Regions from separate parts of the Mus musculus genome. Here regions 1 and 3 are each linked to region 2. A link is a contact called in public Hi-C and promoter capture Hi-C data. All regions are on one chromosome and are shown on one strand. The core of a region is the stretch at or near the end of the contact, and the rest is flanking DNA. Distances in the headings are between cores, read along the strand shown. Region 1 has its middle 37 kb from the start of Chl1. Region 2 overlaps Chl1 (cell adhesion molecule L1-like). Region 3 overlaps Chl1 (cell adhesion molecule L1-like).

Region 1 (2,700 bases), core at 71-2,570, 120 kb after region 2:
CAAAAGAACTGACCCTAGAAGTAAGAAAAATGTAGTTTAAAAGTTGTCTTCATTTTATTTCCTTTTGAATTTACTCTCATATGAAAGTTTTCTTTACAAAATGATAAAAAGATACTTAGTTTGGAATAAGTCATCAAGAAAAATACAGACATGATTGTGTCTAAAAGTATGCAGTCAAGAATTATGGATGTCTAGAGTGAAATAGGAAACTATGAGACTTTAGAGCAGGTGGTGAAGATGCCTGGCACCAGAAGTTTTCTTTGGGTGATGTATAGGATGGAAGAGAAGAGAGAGAGCTGCTCAGATAGCTACAAAACAACAGCAACCATCCACATATGACTGCTCAATGGTAGCTGAATGGATCTATGACTGTTACTAATTGAAAATAAAACATACTTCAAAAAGAACTGAGAGAAACAGTGGTCTTTATCCTCTGTGGTCAAAGCCTGAAGGAAGGATCCACATGTGAGTGTTAAATCGGGAGGGAGCCTTGCAGAAACAACTTTCTGATTTGTGCCTCTAGGTCTATCCTTGAGACTATATCTCTGGGAAAAAAACCCAATCTGTAAATTAATTTATGTTTTGTAAATGAAGTAGATGGTTCTTTTTTATCTCAGCTATGGAATCTATGATTCTACAAGATAGCATGTTGGGAGGATACCCAGACTGAAATGGCCTGCAGAGTGGCTAAGGAAAATAGAGAATTAGACAATTGTATAACAGTGTATATATTTGGACATTGAATATGGGTTGTGAATTGTACTAAGTATTTCTCTGTTTTATCTTACTTAGTTCTAGTAGAAAAGCAATTTAAAAAGAGGCACAGGACATAGAAATCCTTGTCAATGGAGACATAAAGGTGTCCACTGAGTAAGTAGCACATCAATGGAGAAAGTAGGCACCTGAGAGCTTTCTGGAATGTGAAAGACTCCAAATGAGTCTGGTTCCAGTGGCCCAAAGTTCACTTTTCTATACACTCAATGCTAATTGCTTGTTTATTTAATGCCCAGAGGCCCCTGTGAAAAAGAAAGACAGCAACATCTGCCTTACTCTACTATCAGGGTAATGAATCTTTGTTCCTCCTGCTGACCTCAAACCATTGAGCTCCTGTTCACTGCCTCTCTAGTACACATTGTCCACATTCAATGCATTACATTTCACCTCTCTTGACCAGAAGAGAAGTAATGAACAGTTCTTTAGGTGACAGCTGTGCCCGAACTTAGATGAATGGCAGCAGATTAATTTACACTATCTTTCTCAGCCACAGGAGCTAGAAGCCTCTGTGCCCCGAAGATGCAGCTTCTCGGTAAGCTTCGTGGTTTGCAGGTTTCCTGCTACTCCCACACCGCTTCCCTCACCAGTATCTGCCTTGTCTTTCCTACAGTGGGGGCCCCTGACTTTCCTCTCCCTTTGTTCTTTTATTTATAGTTCTAAGGTTTATCAGCATCAACACCATTGCATTTTATTGGCCTGGTTTGGAGGATGAACCTAGGCCTCATAAAATATACATTTAACTTGCTTGATAGCAAAACACATCCACCCATTTATAGGAAAATTAAGAGGTATAACTCACTGGGAATGAATAAAAAAAGACATTATTATTCAACTGGGTAATCAAATATTGACCGAATTTTTTAAGTTGTGGAAATTTATGGTGAAATCTTATTTAGTCCTTGTAGAAAATAGACTTGCTCTTTGTACTTGTAGATTATTACAATCAAAATGCACACAACAGCATTTACTTGCTTAGGGATAAAAAGCAATATCATTCTGAGTTTATGAAACTGGGACTTGATTCTTAATTATTTGTTTTCTAAGACAACCCCATTTAAATATCTTTTTCTGTCAATCTTAGATATGAATCATAAAATTTGAAGTTGATGATAATTAAAGAACATGTGATTGTGCTTGAAGGTAATAATCTTTTCATTCTGGTTTCATAAAGTCTGCCAGAGAGCCACAGGCAAACAAAAGCTTAGTCTCTGGGCTTTCTAAATGAGGAATAGATATAATTACAATCTATTTGTTTACTCAATTGGTTGTCAATGTGATTCAGCAGGTATAACTCAGACAGGCTGGAATGGCTGCCTTTATAGCTTGGCTTTGCAACTGCACATTTGGTCAGAGAAAGGGTTCCTGTGGGAGTAACACTCATAACACTGAGGTAATACAAGATGGAATGATGAAAGAAAAAAATATTAGGCAATCAACACTAGCAATCATGTTCCAGCCATGATTCTAAGAATACTGATTACACTGAACAAGGTAAGTGAAGTCCAAGTTCCACATCAGCCAGATTGGATGCCTGTCACATATACACATTCAGTATAAAGATGCAGTACACTGTTCTGAAGAAAATAAAAATCAATCCCTGTTATCAGGGAAAGTAGATGAGAGAAGGAGGTGACAGTAATTAAATCAGTATACAATTGCACACACACACACACACACACACACACACACACACACACACACACACACACAGAGGTACACATAAACTGTAACTGAATTAGGCAATGGGAAGAGAGGCAAATGCTACCAAAGTGTTCTAAAAGGCAAGGCATTAGACAGAAATCACAGAGAAAGAGACCCTGAGGGAATAACACTCATAACAATGAGCAAATACAATATGGAATGATGGAGGGAAGGAAGAGAATTAAATGAAATCCAGGTAGAACAGGAGACAGTTAAAGCTATGCC
Region 2 (2,700 bases), core at 75-2,574:
TGTTGAGATAAGTACCTGTCAAACTGTCATTTTAGGGTTACAGTTGAAACTTTTAGTCAAAGGTCTGAGGACCACTGCTTCGACCTATGCGCACATAAACTCTCCCCCCACCCCCGGTCTTGATACTTCTTTGTTATTGCTGTAGTAGCTTCATAGCATTCTTAGTGATAAGACATCAAATGATCTTTGCTTTAGGCTTCTTCCCACTGAAAGAGTCTTCGCTAAAACATTAACTTACTGCTTAAATACCTGAGTGCAGACATTAAGTCTAATTCTTTTTTTTTTCTTTTAATTTTCACCTAGTCAAAATATATTTTGTAAAGAATAGTGTTTTATTCTTGAACAAACTCTTATATAGATGGAAAGATAAATGTTTAATAAAATAAGTCTTGAAATTTATGAAGTAGATATGTTTCTACACTGTTAAAAAATAATGTAAGTTCCAGAAGGATTGCTTGTTGTGGAAAAGTGTATACTGTCAATCTGATGGCTTCAGTTTGATCTCTGGAACCCACATACTGGAAGGAGAGAATCAATTGTCACAGCTTGTCCTCTGACCTCCAAATATGCCCCGGCACATGCACTCATGCCCCTTACTGTGCACATAGTACATCAACAAACAAACAAACACAATAAAAATATTTTAAAAGAATATATCCATATTACCAAATCTAAAACTGGGAAGAAAGCTATATGTTCTATGCAAACACAGCAAAGAATTGCACAATAATATGATCAACATAAACAGAAAGATGAAGATGTTTGCACTACAGCTAAGAGTTAGAAGGAGACAACAGGGTCCAGACAAATGTCAAAGAAAAGACAACGATAAAAGGTAAACCATCATATCACTGAATGTAAACACTGAGAAGTTTTAAATAAACAGTGTCCCAGCATTGTCTGTGACAGTTACCTGTACTTGTATGAATGTCATGCTGTTAATCACAACAGCAATATAACAATCAAGCACACAGTGACCATGTAAATGGTTTAATAAGTAGTTAAATGGTGTGTATTCATAACACTAGTAGGGTCATTCATATGTGCTGTTCATAAATAGAAGAATCGCAAATGCTGAAACCCCACTCCATTGTGGGAAATGTCTGTTCCCATGACTTCACAGCCTGCATGTATCAAAACACTGTTTTATCACAATGCGGCTTTTAATAGCTGGAAATATGACTACCAAGTAGGAATGTCACAAAAACATGATCTCCTCTCAGCATAAAAGATGGCTTTTCATAAGAGTGCTTCAGACACAGCACACATATTAAATGGAAGAATGACAATGCTTCCCAGCACACCGTCCTCCTGCCTACATTTATCACTGTTCACTTTGATTTCCTGTTCCTCTCTGCAGCCTCTCTGAAGCTATTTGTGAGATAACCATATCACACACTTCCTGATTTCCAAAGCTTAGCATGAAAATGTCTGCATTCTCAGATCTGTGTCCCTAGCTTTCTATTATTGCTAAGGTCCATTCCCATTTACAAGCTGTTGGCCGTTTTCCCTGAGTCTCACAAATAAAGACTCACAATATGCAACCCTGTTCGTTTTCTCTTGTGAGAACCTTTGTGTCTGTTGATTAAGGGTTAACTGTAAGAGTAGTCCTAGAAGGGGCTTTTTGTAATTAATTCTCCACGTAAGATTAGAAATGAGTCTTTTGACAATTAATCTGAAGTATGACTTATTATATTTATCTTTATTATATAATTGCTATTGTTTCTTATTAGCAATAAATCCAAGGAGCTACTACATGCTCTTCACTGGCCCTCTCACTTAAAGCCTGAGCAATAAAAAAAGCACATGCCCATGTTGTCATTTACAAATGAAATTGAAATAAAAACAAGTTGCCCAAATTCAGGGGTGGATTTTGGCATTGTAGGAAATAACCGTTCTTTTCCCCCATTCCTTGCAAGATCCTTAGAAAATGACATTTATGCCAAAATATGAATTATTTTGATTAGACTGAAGAGGTGGTCCTGGATTTTTGTACTGTGCAGTATTTAAAAACAGACTCTTTGACATCTTCCACCAAAGAAATGACATATCTGCTCTTTTCAACCATGCAATTAAGCCTTAATAGTCAAAATAATAATAATAATAATTATTATTATTATTATTATTATTATTATTATTATTATTATAGAAAATAAAATAGGTAATGAATTTTAAAAAGAGTAAGAGGGGCATGGGAGAAGCTGGAAGAAAGAAACAGGAAGTAAATTGTAGTTACATTTTCATTAAGGTAAAAATGTACTAAGAAAAAGGAAATTTGAAAGAATGTCACCTCTTCCTAATTCTCTTAAGGGGCTTGCTCTGAAGGAGACATATAGTGAAAGATGAAATTTGACTACCCTAAGATTTCATTAAGAAGAGGCCACAGCAAGAAGCTGTGGTCAGAAGACCCAGTTGACCTCCCAGCTAAGAGCAAGTAACAGTTGCCAGACATAGCTTTGAGCATACTTTATTTAAGAAAAACCCTTGTTAACTGTGTGCTATCGACCATGGCAGCTGTGAACACATTAAAAATGCCTTCCAAGAAGTTCTCTCATTCTTAGCTCTCAAGGTGTTGGGTAGTATGTTGGTCTCTGGATTCTGCCTTCTAATCTCTCAGCCTACAATTGGCTAGAAAAAGAAAATGAACATGGGTGGTCTAATTCTGCCCCAGTAGGATAGGAAGCCTTTAGAATGATCCAG
Region 3 (2,700 bases), core at 83-2,582, 68 kb after region 2:
GGAACTCACCGTGGTTCTCTACTACTCTGCCCCTCAGGCAGTTCTCACGACAAGTGTTATTTTATCATCTGAAAATGAAACCCATTCGAGAAGCATACTCCTATAAGGTTATATTACTTGCAGATTTCTCATGCACCAGGCTGCAGATCCTATAAGGGAAGGGACGAATTAAAAGGGTCACCATGGAGAACTGGAATGGTGCAGATGAAACGTCAAAATTACCCTGTGGTATCTTTAGTTCCCACGATAGCCACTTATTGCCCTTCTCTGTGTTTTGTTTAACACCCTCCAGACTCTTGACTAAAACTTTTAGAATATATCCACTTAGCAGATAGGTAGCTTAAATAGCATCACAGTCCTGTAGCAGTGGTTTCCCAGATTTGTTGCAAGACATTTATGGACTGCCCTCAGCAAAGTGTCTAGCAAATACATTGATCCATGCCTTTGTTTATTAAATCTTTTCTCCAGTGAAACGGTTCTTTCACAGTAATCTGAATTTTTGTTTCTGAATCACAGTCCCTCAAAACTATCACTTTTTCTCTTGAATTCAAGAGGTGTGTTGTCAGTTGACACTGTGAATAAGTCAAGATGACCTGTTGAGAAAATAAAGCAAAAATCTGATAACCTGTGAACGCCTGGTCTAGGCACACTCCTGCTAGTTCTGTGGATTCTGAGGCTCTTGCTTATAAAGATACACTCACATGCTGGCTTCCATTCAAAGGGAATTTAATAGCCAATATAGAATAGAATCCACAATAGTATAGTACTTTATTATTACATATGCTGCCTTTGTCATTAATATACCTTGTGGAATATGAAAATATACTCACATCCTACATGTGATTTGCCAAGACAATCATAGCCTATCATGTTCTTGTGTTTGTGATAGGTAAGTCAAAGCTTTAGCATAATAAGATTGATATCCCCACACAATCTGTAATATATAAGAAAAAGGGAGAGGCACATGAAGAAGAAGGTGGCAACAAGACTTAGTTAGACAACATTGTAAAGGTCATGAGTACACGGGCATGTGCACCTACTGGGCATGAGTGTACTTCTTTATAATCAAAGGGCATCAGAAGGGAAAGGAGTCGTCCAAAGATGCTCCCTGAGCTATCTATCCTGGGTCTGCTTCTTTTTCTGTGCTTCTACAAGACTACAGTAGTTGTGAGAATTGTGACCAGGCTCCACACATCAGCCCTGTTTCTCTTATAGCTGTGCTTCTGCAAGCTGTAAATAAGATATTCCAATAGCCAAATTCCTCCTCGTCATCATCATGCCACAGCAAACTGCCTACTTCCCTTTCTGTTGTGGTTACATGACCATGAAAGGAAAAGAGAAACTGTTCTCTACTCTCTTCCCAGTAGAGTCCAGCAACCCTGGTCAACCTAAGCAGTAGGCCTCTCAGTTTCTGGCATGTGAAATTCAGTGTAAATGGCCCTTCTGCTAAGTGATTTCATACTTTTCACAAGTTCAAGAGATTTATAAAAGAACTGAATAAGAGAGGGGATGAATCTAAACAAATCTGGGAGAAAGAATCGAAGCATCTTGTCCAACCCAAAATTATTAGTCTATAGTATTCATGCTGACACAGGGCCCCTTTATCTCATCTCACTGCTGCTCTCTGTAGATAAAAGCCACAGGCATCTTATGAATCATAGTAGAGTACACAGCCTTTGTCATTAACATACCTTGTGGAATATGGAAATGTACTGTAATATCCTACAAGTGATTTTGCCAAGAAAATCAGAGCCTATCATTTTCTTCTGTTTATGGCAAGTAAGTCAGAATATTAGCATGACCTCTAGGGCAGGAAGTCCTAAGGTCCAATGAAATAACAATAAATGAATATCTCTCTCTCTCTCTCTCTCTCTCTCTCTCTCTCTCTCTCTCTCTCTCTCACACACACACACACACACACACACACACACACACACACACACACCATAACAAAACAGGATAGCCTCAATTTTTCCAAAACTCAAAAACTATTGGCATGTTACTATTCTCAAATTTGATGGTCTTAAGCTTTATGAAAAGTGAGTGATTGAGGATAGAGAGATGGATCTTCTGGATGGCTCAAAACTACTTCTGTATTCTACAGACACTGTCATCCATATGTGCGTGCACATGCACACACACACACACACACACACACACAAACAAACAATCTTAAAAACAGAAGTGGGTATATTGCAAGGAACATCATGCTCCCCTAGAACGCAATGTCTCCCTGGAAGATTTTTAATTTTTATGTAACTGACCATGTGGTGAATAATAAGTATAAATATATCAAAGGAGATAGTTTGTCAGTTTACTGTCAATATGACAAAATGGCTAAGATAATAAAGTTATAAGAGATGAGGTTCATTTGGCTTGCAATTTCAGAGGTTCGATCCCATGCCCTGTCACAATGAGTCTCTAAAGAGTGGGGACTAGGTGGCAATGTAAAATTGCTTTCTTGATGGCCAGCAGGCAATGGATAGAGTAAGAGGGGAGGCCAAGTGCTCCTTTTCCTTTGAAAGCCACCTACTCAAACACCCATGGGCCTCCAACTAGTACCTACTTTCTAAAGGTTCTACCACCTTACTGTAGATCAGTCTACCTAGAGTACATAGTAGTTGATTCTATAAATCTGTTCATGAACATTTCTATTTTTCCATTTCTCCCTATCTTATCTACTAGAATCTGACGTTGAGA

Evidence for each region. Promoter capture Hi-C pulls out the DNA fragments that hold promoters and counts their contacts. A called contact is a pair of places that touch in the nucleus more often than the background predicts.
Region 1: a contact with region 2 is called in a promoter capture Hi-C map of the HPC-7 cell line, with 10 times the contacts expected there. The contact joins two enhancer-like sites. A contact is called at or near these places in 10 of 39 promoter capture datasets (3T3-L1-derived adipocytes, the C10 cell line, the HPC-7 cell line and 6 more) and 1 of 484 Hi-C or Micro-C datasets (the HPC-7 cell line).
Region 3: a Hi-C map of the HPC-7 cell line shows a contact between it and region 2, with 2.5 times the contacts expected there. The contact joins two enhancer-like sites. A contact is called at or near these places in 5 of 39 promoter capture datasets (the C10 cell line, the HPC-7 cell line, embryonic stem cells and 2 more), 5 of 484 Hi-C or Micro-C datasets (the HPC-7 cell line, brain, cerebral cortex and 1 more) and 4 of 115 datasets of contacts at active chromatin or transcription factors (embryonic hindbrain, embryonic stem cells and forebrain).

The regions. Positions count from the first base shown.
Region 1 is chr6:103,472,116-103,474,815 of GRCm38.p6, reverse strand. No RefSeq gene overlaps it. Among named protein-coding and RNA genes, the nearest start is that of Chl1, 37 kb to the left of the region's middle. Within about 2 kb of position 1,320, at least 33 of the 459 cell types and tissues checked have an H3K27ac peak or open chromatin away from gene starts, as enhancers often do. A contact at or near this core is called in the HPC-7 cell line, where this site is marked.
Region 2 is chr6:103,592,720-103,595,419 of GRCm38.p6, reverse strand. The region is part of intron 2 of Chl1 (cell adhesion molecule L1-like); the gene reads right to left. Among named protein-coding and RNA genes, the nearest start is that of Gm24784, 5.4 kb to the right of the region's middle. Within about 2 kb of position 1,324, at least 1 of the 459 cell types and tissues checked has an H3K27ac peak or open chromatin away from gene starts, as enhancers often do. A contact at or near this core is called in the HPC-7 cell line, where this site is marked.
Region 3 is chr6:103,524,438-103,527,137 of GRCm38.p6, reverse strand. All of the region lies in intron 1 of Chl1 (cell adhesion molecule L1-like), which reads right to left. Among named protein-coding and RNA genes, the nearest start is that of Chl1, 15 kb to the right of the region's middle. Within about 2 kb of position 1,332, at least 41 of the 459 cell types and tissues checked have an H3K27ac peak or open chromatin away from gene starts, as enhancers often do. A contact at or near this core is called in the HPC-7 cell line, where this site is marked.